Regions from separate parts of the Mus musculus genome. Here all the other regions are linked to region 3. Evidence: chromatin contacts called from public capture Hi-C, promoter capture Hi-C and targeted proximity ligation data. All regions are on one chromosome and are shown on one strand. The core of a region is the stretch at or near the end of the contact, and the rest is flanking DNA. Distances in the headings are between cores, read along the strand shown.

Region 1 (2,700 bases), core at 140-2,639, 210 kb after region 3:
ATTACCTCGTGTTTTCCCTTTGACTCTACTCTAGGTCGAGTCTGACTTCCATCTGTCCTCTGAGGCCACTTCTTTTCAGTGATAGCACTCACCTTCACATTGCAAAAAGCCAGCAACCAAATGCATAACCCTTGAGAGATTTAGGCATCGTTTTCCATTTTTTCCTAGAGCTCAGGGCTCTGCAAGGGCATCCTTACCTTTCTGTCTGCTCCTTACCACCTAAGCTGCATTCGATTTTTATTGTCTGACCACCTAATACTAAAATGGATCATCTCTCACCCCACCTTTCCCACAAGGTAAACTCTAAGGTAAAGGATATTCTATATTTTTTCCATTCCTTACTACTAATACATAAACAATGTCATTCATATTTATCCTCAACAGGATATATAAATATTGGAGCATTCTAATTCCTAGAGAATTATATGTTCAATAAATTACATAATACATGGAATACCTGGTACTGGAAGCCTCAACAAATTGCCTGTGAGGAACACTCCTTTAGTTAGCAGCTAACCAAGTCACCATTGCTTTTGAGACTCAATGTAATCTGAGTAAGTTAGACCAAATGACCTTCTGTTAATTTATTCACTTCTTCCAGGTGCCCGATATAGCACCCTTACACTTTACTGGGTTTAGTGTTTACCTGTTTAGTCATATCATAAATGACTCTCAGCCTCATAGACATGACTGTCAAATTTGGGTTCTTTAATACCTACCATTTAGGACTAGATTACATAGAGCAGTAGCCTTTTGTCGGGGTTAATTTATTTGTTGATTGGTTGTTTGACAGTTCCATGCATTTATATAATGAATTTTAATTGTCTTTCACCCCCACAACTCCTCTCATCTTCCTCTGGGTCCCTTCTCAAGTCCACCTCCAGCCTCCATCTCTTCTTTTGGCATACTGCCCACTATGTTTAGAGTTTCTTGTCCCAGAGTGGATGACGGACTTGTGCAATCTAATTTCTGAAAATGGAAAGTCCACAGAGCAAGTGTGACCTCGATTTTGCAGAGAGAGGAACAGAAGATACATCTTGCCCAAACACCACCAGATCCAGGGTTCCAACAACATCCTTCCTTCTAGAGTTTAGAACTTTGATTTTTGAGGAGACTCACAATAGAAAGACTTGCTTCTTCTACTGGAAAACAGTTGGTAGTATTTGCTTGGTGGGGAAGTCTATGGAGCAGGGAATCAGCCATAGCTGGGCTCAAGGACTGCAGATTAATAGCTAGAGTATGCCCAACACTGGTCAGTAAAGGATGTCCGCACTAGAGCTCCTCCTGCTGGCCCCAAACCCTAACCGCATCTACCTCTCGCGGGCATGAAGGCTGGATGGAACCTTCAAGGGCCAGTGGAACTAACTTCTGCGTGGCCCTCCTCACGTGGCACCCTTCACCACGGTTGCTCTGAGACACAACCGCAGCTGCGCTGGATCCGCAAGAGGTAATGAGGGGCACATGAAGGTGGCAGATGCCTGCCTGCAGGAAAGCCAGGGCAGAAAGATCTGGACCTAAAAGCAACCCTTTCAGGATTATCCTATTCTAACCTTGGGGTTGTGACAGAGTATGGATCCATGACCCTTGAACAGACCACATTAAGGACAGGCATTGGACACTGCTTCCTGGAGAGCTTCAATTGTATCCTGGCTTCTTTTTTCTCCCCAGTACAACCCTCCAGGTGATTCTTGTCACTTAGAAGAGCCTTTGAAGTTTATTACATTTTTTTGTAAGTCATCGCATAACGGGTAAGTTTTTAATTGTCATAATGGGCAATTTTTAATTCAAGAATCTTCTAAAATGCTTTCCTCTGTGCCTTAGTGTATTTTCTCCTTGTCAAATATCAATGGGCCATTATCGTGGCAACTGAAACCTTCAAAGTCCGTGACTTATATGAGGAAAAGGAAAAGTTTGTTTTGAAAGATCTAAAGACAATGCCTTGAATTTTTTTCTTTTTTTATTTATTAGATATTTTCTTTATATACATTTCAAATGCTATCCCGAAAGTTTCCTATACCCTCCCCCCACGCCCTGCTTCCCTACCCACCCACTCCTGCTTCTTGGCCCTGACATTCCCATACAACTACATATAGTGATTGAAGGGAACCAGAAAAGATTAGTGAGACTTTAGAGGCTGGGTGGGGTTGGGGAGCTGTTTCTTGGGAATGGAGGTAGAGATTATCAAAGCCAAATCTAACTAGAAAGCCACTCAAAGCAAATGTATTAACCTTGGACTGAAAAAACATAAATTATCTCTTATTTGTTTTAGTAAAATTAATGTATATAATATAATATATAAGTGTTTACATGATGTATAGGCAGCCAGGCTTCCAAGAAAATGGAACTAAGAAGTTGAAAGTGGTCAGAAGATGATAAGTTCTGTTTTTTCGTCTGTCTCTGATTTTCTCCGGGTGCCCTTCTTCCCACACATGCAAAGTTTCATGCTCTACGGTTCTGTACATTAGAACAGATAGAATCTAATAATGTCCTGGCTTCTTGCTTTTACATCTTCTGCAGCCTCACCAAATGGTTTCGATATCCACCTTTGTTCAGACCAGCTAGAATAAAGAAGAGTTTTCATGAGCATTAAATATAGAGGCTGAGGGGGGAGTTATGATTCATACAAACTAGGAACCATCACCCTCCCTGCCCATGCTAGAAATGACGAGTTATCCTTGTCTTGCCTACTGAACATCCCCT
Region 2 (2,708 bases), core at 124-2,623, 140 kb before region 3:
AAAAGCATGATCAGAGTACACAGCACATGAATTTTCAGTAAGTCATTAAGTGCCTTGGCTTTGAACATAAAATAACAACAAACAAAACAAACCATGCTTCCCAGTTCTGCCCCCACCTCCCAGACTGTGCACCTTTGGGCATCCTTGACCTGTCCTTTGGCAGAAGAAACTGCTGGTACAGAGAAATGTAAAACCATCACATCTCAGATTTAGGAGTTATTTTTTTCAAAATGTTAAACACACCACAATGATTTTAGATAATAAACACCTCATAGGAAGGGAAATCCTGGATCCCCACAGGTTTCTGTTTCTATGCCCAAATGTTTACACAAAATTTGTCAGATGTAGCTCTGGCTCTTTCCCAATTTCACCTAGAACAAGTGCATTGTCTTTATTCAATGACTTGCACTGTCCGGCTGCTTTGCTATCCATGAGGTACTAAAGTCAGCCTTCAGTGCTTTCCAATCCATGCTATGTACCACTCAAAACGTGCAACCCTATGCATCTGTTTCGTGTGTCTAATAGTGCCAATTTTAGGATTAGCACCTCACATTTTATCATATTTTAGTAGACATAATCTAGTGTTTTTATTCTTGAAAACAATCCTTTACATTAATTAATAAAATCACAATCAGTAACAAATTCAGAATCAAAACTTTGATGTATATGAGGAAGTAATGATGCTTTGCACAGCAACATCAAATAAATGCTAAATAAACAGGCAAAGTTCTCATTACTGACCAGTTGCCTACACACAGTTGTGTGTGGCGGCACAGCTGTCTCTGACTCTGGTTCTCTCCTTATTTTCCCACCTGCCAGGGGCAGCCTGTGTTTAAGTCTCTTCAGTGTGAAGAAGCAGCTGAATGCACCCATATGAGAAGTCCTGGAGTCCTAAGCTTTTTTCAAGTTTTGTCATGATACTGACAATCATGCCCTTGTTAGGTGGAAGGACCATGTTCCCTGGGGAATCGGTTTCTGAGCTCATCTTGGCTCCCTTCTGTTCTCTGTGCTATTCTCAGCCCTTAGGCTGCCTAATCAGTGAATGACCTGAGAGTTCTGCTCCTTATGTCAGTGATCACCAAGATTATGCAGCTAAAATGGCCAGGACAGAGGTAAGCCAGATGCCCTGTGCCTTTGCCCATTTAATTCTAAAGAGCCCCCGTGTCTCCATTGCTTTCATGAGCATCAGCAAGTTCTTGTAACTCAGTCCCAGAAACAGAGTGCTACACAGAGGGAAGTCCCTTCAGGGTTGCCTACCTGAGCCTGTGTGCCTTGTCACCCAGTCACTTCCAGCCGAGCTCTCAGGAACCCGAAGAGCCTTAACTCTGGGTTCTCTCAGGCTGATCCTTGGTTCCTTCTTGTGAACTTGTAACTGTCTCCAGCCCTTCCTTCTTCTGTGTTCACTGCACAGGAAGTGGTGCTTAACAGGTTGAGGACTGTTATTGTGCCTGTACTTCCTATATCAGAAAGTCCCAGTAACTTCAGAAAAATTACTAATTGAACCAGTTTTGATAGAGTGAGGGGTGAGGTAGTGAGTTGCAACACCCACTAGCTGCATGCAATGCCCAAGTTCACTTTCTTGAACTTTAGTTGTTTATGAGTTAAACAAAGAACAGCAACATGCTGGGAAAACCTATTAAGATGAGAGAAAGTTTTTGGAGGGGAAACTAGGAAAGGGGATAACATTTGAAAAACAAATAAAGAAAATATCTAATCAAAAAAGGGAAAAAAGATGAAAGTTTTTCTTAAAGACCTGTCTTCCTTCTAACTACTATTTAATGAACTTTCTTGATTACTAATGATATTGCAAGTCATAGTAGTATTGATGAATAAAACATTTCACAATGCAGAGTAAAGTATGATAATAGTAATCATGACCTTGGATTTTGATATATTACTTTATTATAGGCTAATACATTACTGAGCACACTGTAATGTATAATCAATTGTAACAATTGATCATTTTACAGTATTTTTGGTACTTTGTTATTCATACTTTTTCCCCCAGTAACTCTTCAGCCTCTGGGGAAAAAAACCCCTGCACACAGGATTTCAGCACTCGCTGGTTAATTGATACTCCCTTTAGAGCCTTCCTCATCTCTTCTAACCTTCTTCTAGACCACTGGACTTCTCTAACAGGAGATGTGTCCAGGGAGTTACTGGACACTTCTAGAAAAGTAATAGATCAGGAGAGGAGCAAGCAGAGAAGTTTCAACACACCAGGAATGACTTCAACAATCCTGCACTCCAGACACAGTCATGAAGACATGTGTCCCTGTGGCTTTCAGGCCCTTGGGTAGGCACAATTCAGAAGCTGACTTTGACATAATTAACTTCACAGGGGAACTAGAGCCAGCTGCAGCAACTGGACAGCTACACGCTGACAACTTCCTTCCTTCTTTCCTTGGAGTCAGCCAAAAAGAACCTAGGGAGACAGTGTGAGCCACTGTCACATCAGAGGGTTGTGGTGTGGTAATTCCCTGCAGGTTTCACAGCAGGCAGGAAAAACAAAACAACAACAGCAACAACAAAACAATTTAGGAAGAGATGAATAAAACTCAGCTCAGCCCCATTTTGTTGTAACTGGTGCTGGTCTAGCCTAGATTGTTTTACTTTAGCCATAGTGAAGCACAGCACAATTTTGGAACAAAAGGTTTTCAGATAGCAATGAACTCAGGCCCAAGCTCACAACAATGTAATGTTACATT
Region 3 (2,700 bases), core at 191-2,690:
CACTCAATATCTATGGTGGTCATTTAAAAATATAAAACAGTTTTAATTTCCTATTAAGAGAAGTCCATATTTCAACCCCAACCTATATTTCTAATATTATTTTTATTTTTGCCCCGTTTTGTTTTGGGAGTATCAAATACATTGAATATATTTCAGCTTTCAGACATCATCGATTTTATTCCTGCTCTGGCATTCTAGACACATTCAGCTACATTGCAGAAAATCTTGACCACATCCCTTTCTGCTCTGCCATCACAACAAAAAGTCTACTCTCATTTCTTCTTGGGAACTGATAGTATCACATGTGTTCTGCCTTCCTTCACATGCATCTCCCTACCACATATGAGTTACTTAACCAACAATGGTAAGGAAGTGTTGAACAATTCTTTGTGACTTCCCTCACGAGCAATAGAGGACAAAGATGTTGGGAAATTGACAGATGTTTCTTTCCAGTCAGATTTAATGTGTACTTTGGTTTATTTGTTTACTGCAATTACTTTTGTCCTTATTTTTCCAGACATACATTCAGAAGATTTAGAAAATGAAGACTAGTATGAAAAAAATGATGGAAAAAATTTGCACTAAGAAATAAGTGTGTCTTGCATTTCAAGCTCTTTCTTAACATTCAAGTTTCTAGTGATTTCCCTCTTTTGTGTATGTTCCATTTCATCTGAAGAAAGACTCACACAGTTTTCTCTGCCCTTTACATAATGGCCATAACTAAGAATCTTCAAGCCTCTTCTATTAACAGATTTTCTAAAAAGGAGCTTAAGTTTATGCTCTAAGAGTCCCATGAATGGTGCCAAAGATTAGTGGGGACCTGGTTAGATCACAGTCTTTCTCAGGATCAGACTAAGTATGTTAAACTGGTGTGTTGAGCTTGCCTTATATAGTCTCTACCACGTTCTGCATGTGGCAGGTGTTTATTAACTATTAAAAATAATAGTATTAGATGAGAACAAATACAATAGAAGAAAAGACATTCAGAAATGATCAAAGGTGGAGATACTGGTTCCATTTTGAAAAGCAAAAACAACTAAAATCTTATTTAGACCCTTCTTTTGGCTCTTACCAGACCTTTTTTTTTTTTCTTGCCTCCCAGGGTTGCAGCACAGATTGCTCCTCAAAAGACCCCAAAGTACATGTGAACTCTTTACACCCTTCTTCACATTCAGAATGGTGGCTTGTACCAGAGAACAAGGCCTTTTTCCCCCCTTATTCTACTCCCAGTTTTCCTAGAACAAGAGATGAAAAACCATCATCACAAAAGCCTAGGAAAGGTAAGTCAGCACCTACCTTCCTTCTCAACTGGACAGCCTGTTATGTGTCAGATGAGGAGCTGTCTCTAGGAATGTGCCTCGGGCTCTTTGTTCAGATGCAATGACTTGCCCGTCACAGCTCATGTGTGACTAAAGCTGAAGTCTAGTATGTTTTCTAAATCCTAAAGGTTACTGCTGAGGATCTCAAAAAACACAGCTAGTTCCCTTTTTATTAGCTGAAGTATCCCCTGACTCTGCATCCTAGTTGTGTACATGTGGCTTCTTTAAAATCCACTAGAAAAACAGTGGCTGTCACAATCTCTCTTACAAAAAAGCAGCAGCACAGGTTTTACTGAGCATATCAGTGTAAGTCCATACTCAGCAGACCAAAGTCAATATCATGGCCCTTCAATCGCCGGGAAAATCCCATTTGTTGGTGATTTATTCTTGGAATCCCATTTCCCTTTATCCAGGAGTCTGAGGCAGGAGAATTGTGACTTATAGCCAGCCTGAGCTACATAAGGAGAACCTCTCTCAAAACAGTCAAAACTAGCAAATGCCTGTTTATAACAATTTCATACATTTTCTTGATACATTTCTTTTCCTAGAAAACTTTCAATGCATGCTTTTCGTGTGTGGTTTTTATGAAGTGCTACCATTTGGGGTTTACTACGAAGGTCCATCAGGTGGCAGCACATTGGTTACAAAGAAGTAAATAGTGCTTTGCAATTTTAAAGTAAATAACCCATTTCTAAGCCAAAGACACATTAAAGACAAATCTATTTCAATCATTGCCTACATGATCTTGTCATCTTCCAGAATATAGGATTGATTGTTCGTTGATAAAATAAAATAATCTTAAGATTAATGTAAGCATTAGTCTATTTTCCAATTCTGTAAAGTAATATCTGGTGTTGTATAATTTATATATAAAAATACACACTTCACTCACAGTTTTAGAATCTCAAAAGCATGGCCTTGCTGGTCTTAGTTAGGGATCTCTGGGCTCAACACACCATGAAAGATAGGAAAATGGTGGGAAGCTGGCTAAGAGATGAGATCAGATGGAAAGGTGAAAAGATAAAGACACGTTGTCTCATCTCTAGGCAACACATCTTAAAGCTTCTACCTGCCTTCACATTTCCCCACTGAAGATCAAAACTTCAACTTGCTGAGGATCTCAAAGGACAGATACATCCAACAACAGAAAAGAGGAAAGGAAAGTGGTTGGTAATTTTTAGTCATTCAATAATTTCTTAAAGAAAAATGTCCATATATCCAGCAATGTGCCATAGATAAGATGGTATAGAAAATATAAATAGACTCTGGTTCTGTGTCTGTCTGGGTAATTCAGACGAGTCAACACACAAATAAACATGCTAAAATCCTGGCTAACCAGTGCCCTGCAAGGTAACATATAACAAACTAAGTCAGTCATCAT
Region 4 (2,700 bases), core at 154-2,653, 230 kb before region 3:
CCTCACTGGCATTTGCCAGTGAGCTGCACCAAGGGCCTGAGAGCTTGTGATCTGACAAGCTCATAAACTTCTCAGGCCCAGGTTCAGGGCTTTGAATTGACCCACCCCAATATCTACCTCATCGATGAACAGCTGGAGTGTATGAAGGGAGTGGTCCTATAGATCCAAAGCTATAAGATCTCCATGACACAGGGCAACAGGATATCTGAGAGGAGTCCCAGTGAGGTTTCAGTATTGATAGAATAGCAGAAGTCAGAGGTCTCATACCAGACCAAGAATCATTGCAACAGATATTTTCAAGCAAATAAATTTAGACAAAAGGGAATACTGTGGGATACACTGTGACACACTACAGCTTCCACAATGAGATTTTTTTTTCTTTGCTGGGGGGAGATGGCAAGGGTGGAGGACAGGTACCAGAGGAGGGGGAGGTAAGTGGGGCTGTGGTACATGATGTGAAATTTGCAAAGAATCAATAAAAGAAAAAAAAACAGTGCCCATGAGACCATTGGGTATTCATGTCTATTTTTGCCCCCCCTTTTTTGATTGGAAGTGTTTCCTGGTAACTGTCTAACTACCAAAGAAAAACTTAGTTGTATTCTAATAGTGATCTAGATTTTTGAGCTTTGCAGAAATCATTAAATATTTTGTTAAGTTCATTGATTAAAGCCTTTATAAATGTAGCATATTATTTATTTACCTGTAGATTTTAGTTTTTAACCCCATGCATGATCCCTCTAGCATGGAGTAGTTACAGAGCTGAGAAAAGCTACTCTGACTGACATTCTACTTAACACCACAAGATCACTGGCCTTGGGGAATATGACGTCTAACTCTGTTCATCTTCCTTGTTCCATCTCTGCCACAACTTTCATGACTCATAAGTTTGGGAAGAACGGAAGTTTTTGCTTGGTTTTGTGATACTCATATCATTGTGGGCCAAGATGGAATGTGCAGAACTCCACTGACACTAAGTCAGGATCTGAAGGCAATGCTATCCTTCGCAGACGCAAACCAGCTCGGAAGAAGAACACCTTTGTCAGTTTTCATAACAACTTGGTTCACTCTGTCCATTGGCACCCAATAGACACGTAAGCATAATGCACACTGAGGATCAGATCAGAAATTAGGGTCTCTGAGATGCTCAGCAGGTTCAGCTCTGCCACTGAATGTGTATTCTAGATCTAGGATAATTAGAGAGACACAAAATTCAAACCAGTGATAAAAATGTCAGTGCTGTCATGATGATATTTTATGGGAAGGAAAAGTAACCTACAAGTCTCCCAGAACTGGTCCAATTAGTCATTTTCCTGGTTACTGGAAGTCTATGAAAAAGGAAGTAAAGGCACATTCACATGTCCAGACTGTAAGCGCCACTTCCTGTGCAGTGAGCACAGAAGAAGGAAGGGCTGGGACAGTTAGAACTTCACAAGAAGGAACCAAGGATCAGACTGAGAAAACCCATAGTTAAAGCTCTTGGGGTTTCTGAGAGCTCAGCTGGAAGTGACTGGGTGACAAGGCGCACAGGCTCAGGTAGGCAACCCTGAAGAGAAATTCCTTTGTACAGCACTCTATTTCTGGGACTGCACTGTAAGAGATTGCTGGTGCTTATGGAAGCAATAGAGACACTGGGACACTTCAGAACTAAATGGGCAAACGGAATGGGTATTGGGTTTATATCGGTCCTGGCTGGTTTTAGTTCCATGATCTTGGTGGTCACTGTCCTAAGGTCATGTAATTAACAAAAGCAGAGCTCTTGTACCTGCAAAGGCTTTTAAGCCATTCACTAATTAGGCAGTCTAAGGTCTGAGAGTGGAACAGAAAAGAGAGGCAAACTGAGCTCAGAAACCAATTCCACAGGCAACTTGGTTCTTCCTAACAAGGGCACAGTTCTAATCTTGAACCTCAGGTTACAACTCCAGGGCTTCTCACTCTGCATTCAGGTGCTTCTCCACACTGAGGAGACTTAGACACAGGCTGCCGCAGGCAGGTGGGAAAATAGGGTGAGGAACCAGAGACAGAGACAGCTGGGATCCAGCACCCAACTGTGTGTAGGCAACTGGTTAATAACAAAAACTTTAAATATCTATTTAGCATCAAGCCTATGTCATTATAAAATCATGTGTTATTTTCACACATGAATCAAAATTTACCTCTGAAATTCTTTTTTGATTATGACATTACTAACAAATAGAATTACTGTGAGGGTTCTAAACTATGATGAAATATGCTGGAAATAACACTATGAGACAAACAATGAACAAATAGCTCTCAGTAGTTTGAGTAGTAGCATAAATTGGAAAAGATTGAAGATCAAATTTTAATTATATCTCAAGACTGGTAGAACAACCTGAGGATAAAACTCATCAGAATAAGGGACAGTGCACTCAAACATGATAGCAACTAGGAAATTAATGCTACATTTTGAAAGTCTTTTTATTATAGCTCTTTGTGTGTATATGTGTGTATGCATGCAGGTGAATGTGTGTTAAGGCAAATCTGCAGGTCACAGACAGCTTGCAATGAATCTCTCCTGCTACATGGGTCCAGCAGATCGAACTCAGACCTTCAGGCTTGAAGTCAAATGCCTTTATTTGCTGAGTCATTTCAACAGTTCCAATCTACAAGTTTTATGTAAACATTTGGCTCTGTTCACTGGGATCAGTGGGAGTTGTCATGTTATGTATATATTCATTGTCT
Region 5 (2,764 bases), core at 33-2,532, 180 kb before region 3:
AGCTCTTGAGGAGTCTAAAAAGAAATGAGACAAATACTACTGAATTATCTAAGTTTGGTTTAATTCTTAACATACTTCCTCCTTTTTCTTTTGTTTCAGTTTTTTTTTTGTGTGTGGTTGTAAACATTCAATAAAAGCCCACTTCTATTTACATGACTTTCCAAAAAGGATGACTATAAGATTGTGACACAAAACAAGAAAATAGGAGTAGATTCTGGAACTGCTCAGAAACATTATTTTGAGATATATTCTCTCTGGCTTGTGTGTAAAATTTCCCAGTTAAGCCAGCCCACTCTTTATCCTCTAGAACTCAGCATCCACAGTGATTCCTGTCCACTGTAGAACCACAGGCACCTCTGTAGGGACACAGCTGACTCCATCAGGACATTAAAGCTGTAATATCTCCTGTCATCTTTCTGTGTTACATGAGACAGAAAACAGTCTTTTAGACTGCCTCACTATGGGCTAAGCATCTTGTCCTCTAGAGAGAAGGTCAGAATTTTATTTTCCTTAAGTGCTTTCAGAGGAAGAGTGCAGACAGGATAAGAAAATTGAATAAATTATTTACAGTTTTAGGAAATGCAACCTTGCTGCTGTGGGAAAAATAATGCTTCCCTTCCTCTTCTCACCTTTTCTACTATTCTATTCTCTTGATAAGGGGAGAAGTTAAAAAAACCCCAAATGCTTCAAATGGAGAGGGAAAAATGCAGTATTTCATAATACCATCAGCCTTGCTCATAATGTCTGTGGCTTATTGGGCAATAGGAAAGATGCAGCTGAGAATACAGCCTGGCCACTGCTGTGTGCTGTGACCAGATTCAGAGAACAAAGGGTTGAGAGCTTAGCATAAGCACTTTCATAACTGACTGGGACATCCCATCCCTAGCTGAGAACTCACTTCCTGTGATGAGAACAAGGAAGCAACAGCACACAAAGAACAGAGAAAGAGCTGCATGGAAGGAAACTGAGAACTGAGAGAATCAATGAAATCTTTGTGAGTGTGACCCATTGCCAACAAGAAGCACTGCTGTGGGCTGGTCTGACTTTATGGGTGGGTATCTGAGGAACATTAATGAGGAAAATGTTTGTTTGGTTTGGTTTGGTGTGGATTTTGTTTTATTTGAAACAGCTTCAGATCAATCATTATCTTTTTGGTCTTGAATTAATTACTTTGTAGTTCTTGTCTTATGTAATATTTTTAATGTCCCCCCACCCCGTACTTTTTGCATTTTATGTGTTTTTTTTGTACAATGTGTGTATGTGCATAATTTGTGGGCATGTGTCTGTGAAAGTCAGCAGAGGGCATTGGATCCCCTGGAACCTGGGTTAAGATTGTTGTGAGTCACAATGTGGGTTCTGGGAACTTAAACCAGGTCCTTTCCAAGAGCAACAAGTACTCTGAACTACTAAGCCGTCTCTCCAATCCCATTTGGTATTTTTTTTTAATGTTTTCTTTCTGAGAACTGTCTTGATATAGCTATATTAAAAGTTAATTTAAGATAATTAGTAAATAGCATCGGGCCTAAGTTTGGCTCCTGGAACACATCAATACCTGCAGATGTACCCTGGATGCTTGGAAATATGCAAATAATTTAAATCATGCTATGCCAAATTAATGCAGGATCTAGACTTATTCTATAATGAATAATAAACATTGACACATACTTAGAATCAATTTATCTAAGAATGTACTGACAATCTTATTTCTTTTTGGGAAATTTAGCTTAAAAGCAGTCTTTGGACTTTGCCTTTAACCAGAAAGATAAAGTGAACATTCAACTGGAAGACAGTGAAACCTTCAACGGCAACCTTTAGTGACTTAGTTTCACAAGTTAGGCCTCATATCTGAAAGATTCAGCAATCTCTAAAAAGAATGGCTCTACTTGGAACCAAGTGTTTAAATATGTGAGCTTCAATCCTCAATAATAAGTAACTTTTTAGGTCATATGTAATATATACACATATGTGTATGTATACTCTCTATATCCACACAAAATATATACTATATATGTACAGTGAGATGCACTATACTTATATAAATATACAATGTATATAGATGCATATATGTGTGTGTTTGTGTGTTCATGCATGTGTGTGTATTTAAGGTTCAAGTGCTCTGATTTCAATCACTTTTGTTTATTGTAACTTTTCACCATAACAATTAAGGCATATACTATTAAGATGAACATTCATGTAGGATTAAAATTGGTTGCTATTATTAGTAAGGTAATACACCTGCTGTCTTACATAGTTTATGTGTCTGTATATGATCGTGAGCAGCCAAATTTATTTATTTAGCAACCCCCCCCCAAAAAAAACCCATGAACTCCATTCTTCACTCTTTGGAGACTTCACCTCACTAAACCAAGGTTTTTATCAGTTTACATTAAAATTTTTTTTGCCAATTAAATTCTTCTTGTACATACAATGAATAGAAGATTTTAAAGTGTTATTGACTTAATAAATGCTTGACTTACTTATTTAGAGCATGTCTTATATTCGTACAAAAAGCCAAATGCATACACATGTGCACACACACACTCTCACACATGAAAACACGTACATCAAAATTAGACTATTTCTCCTGGTTGGTTCCTGTATAGATTTTCTGGAACATTTTTCCCTTGGCATTCTGATGGTGGCAATGGTTGAAGTATCATGGGGGGTGCTGTCACTGTCACAGCAGAATTTGATGGTAGCACTACAAGAACCTGTGGAATGAATCAAAATGTCATTGAGTCATCCAGGATAGTCAGCACTTCCA

Evidence for each region. Capture Hi-C pulls out chosen DNA fragments and counts their contacts.
Region 1: a contact with region 3 is called in a capture Hi-C map of macrophages, with 2.4 times the contacts expected there. A contact is called at or near these places in 4 of 39 promoter capture datasets (the C10 cell line, the SN4741 cell line and embryonic stem cells) and 3 of 9 other capture datasets (adipose tissue, macrophages and pancreatic islet).
Region 2: a contact with region 3 is called in a promoter capture Hi-C map of liver. A contact is called at or near these places in 2 of 39 promoter capture datasets (frontonasal cranial neural crest and macrophages), 16 of 484 Hi-C or Micro-C datasets (CD4 T cells, CD8 T cells, the G1E-ER4 cell line and 7 more), 10 of 130 datasets of targeted methods (CD8 T cells, the SCID.adh cell line, T-cell acute lymphoblastic leukemia and 5 more) and 5 of 9 other capture datasets (adipose tissue, bone marrow-derived macrophages, liver and 2 more).
Region 4: a contact with region 3 is called in a promoter capture Hi-C map of liver. A contact is called at or near these places in 6 of 39 promoter capture datasets (Sertoli cells, cancer-associated fibroblasts, liver and 3 more), 69 of 484 Hi-C or Micro-C datasets (B cells, the BV-2 cell line, CD4 T cells and 45 more), 19 of 130 datasets of targeted methods (CD8 T cells, Th17 cells, acute myeloid leukemia and 12 more) and 5 of 9 other capture datasets (adipose tissue, bone marrow-derived macrophages, embryonic stem cells and 2 more).
Region 5: a targeted proximity ligation map of bone marrow-derived macrophages shows a contact between it and region 3, with 7 times the contacts expected there. A contact is called at or near these places in 1 of 39 promoter capture datasets (embryonic stem cells), 1 of 484 Hi-C or Micro-C datasets (bone marrow-derived macrophages), 7 of 130 datasets of targeted methods (CD8 T cells, the SCID.adh cell line, bone marrow-derived macrophages and 3 more) and 4 of 9 other capture datasets (adipose tissue, bone marrow-derived macrophages, liver and 1 more).

The regions. Positions count from the first base shown.
Region 1 is chr19:11,164,019-11,166,718 of GRCm38.p6, reverse strand. It overlaps Ms4a19 (membrane-spanning 4-domains, subfamily A, member 19), which reads left to right and starts at 1,389. Exons shown (of 8, transcript NM_001370777.1): 1 at 1,389-1,447; 2 at 1,669-1,729.
Region 2 is chr19:11,517,224-11,519,931 of GRCm38.p6, reverse strand. It overlaps Ms4a6b (membrane-spanning 4-domains, subfamily A, member 6B), which reads right to left and starts at 1,373. Exons shown (of 7, transcript NM_027209.3): 1 at 1,258-1,373.
Region 3 is chr19:11,374,228-11,376,927 of GRCm38.p6, reverse strand. Ms4a4a (membrane-spanning 4-domains, subfamily A, member 4A) reads right to left here and starts at 1,440. Exons shown (of 7, transcript NM_001310331.1): 1 at 1,297-1,440.
Region 4 is chr19:11,603,507-11,606,206 of GRCm38.p6, reverse strand. Ms4a6d (membrane-spanning 4-domains, subfamily A, member 6D) reads left to right here and starts at 1,403. Exons shown (of 7, transcript NM_026835.2): 1 at 1,403-1,533.
Region 5 is chr19:11,557,824-11,560,587 of GRCm38.p6, reverse strand. Ms4a4d (membrane-spanning 4-domains, subfamily A, member 4D) reads right to left here. Exons shown (of 7, transcript NM_025658.5): 7 at 2,122-2,711. The coding sequence ends at 2,571. Among named protein-coding and RNA genes, the nearest start is that of Ms4a4d, 22 kb to the right of the region's middle.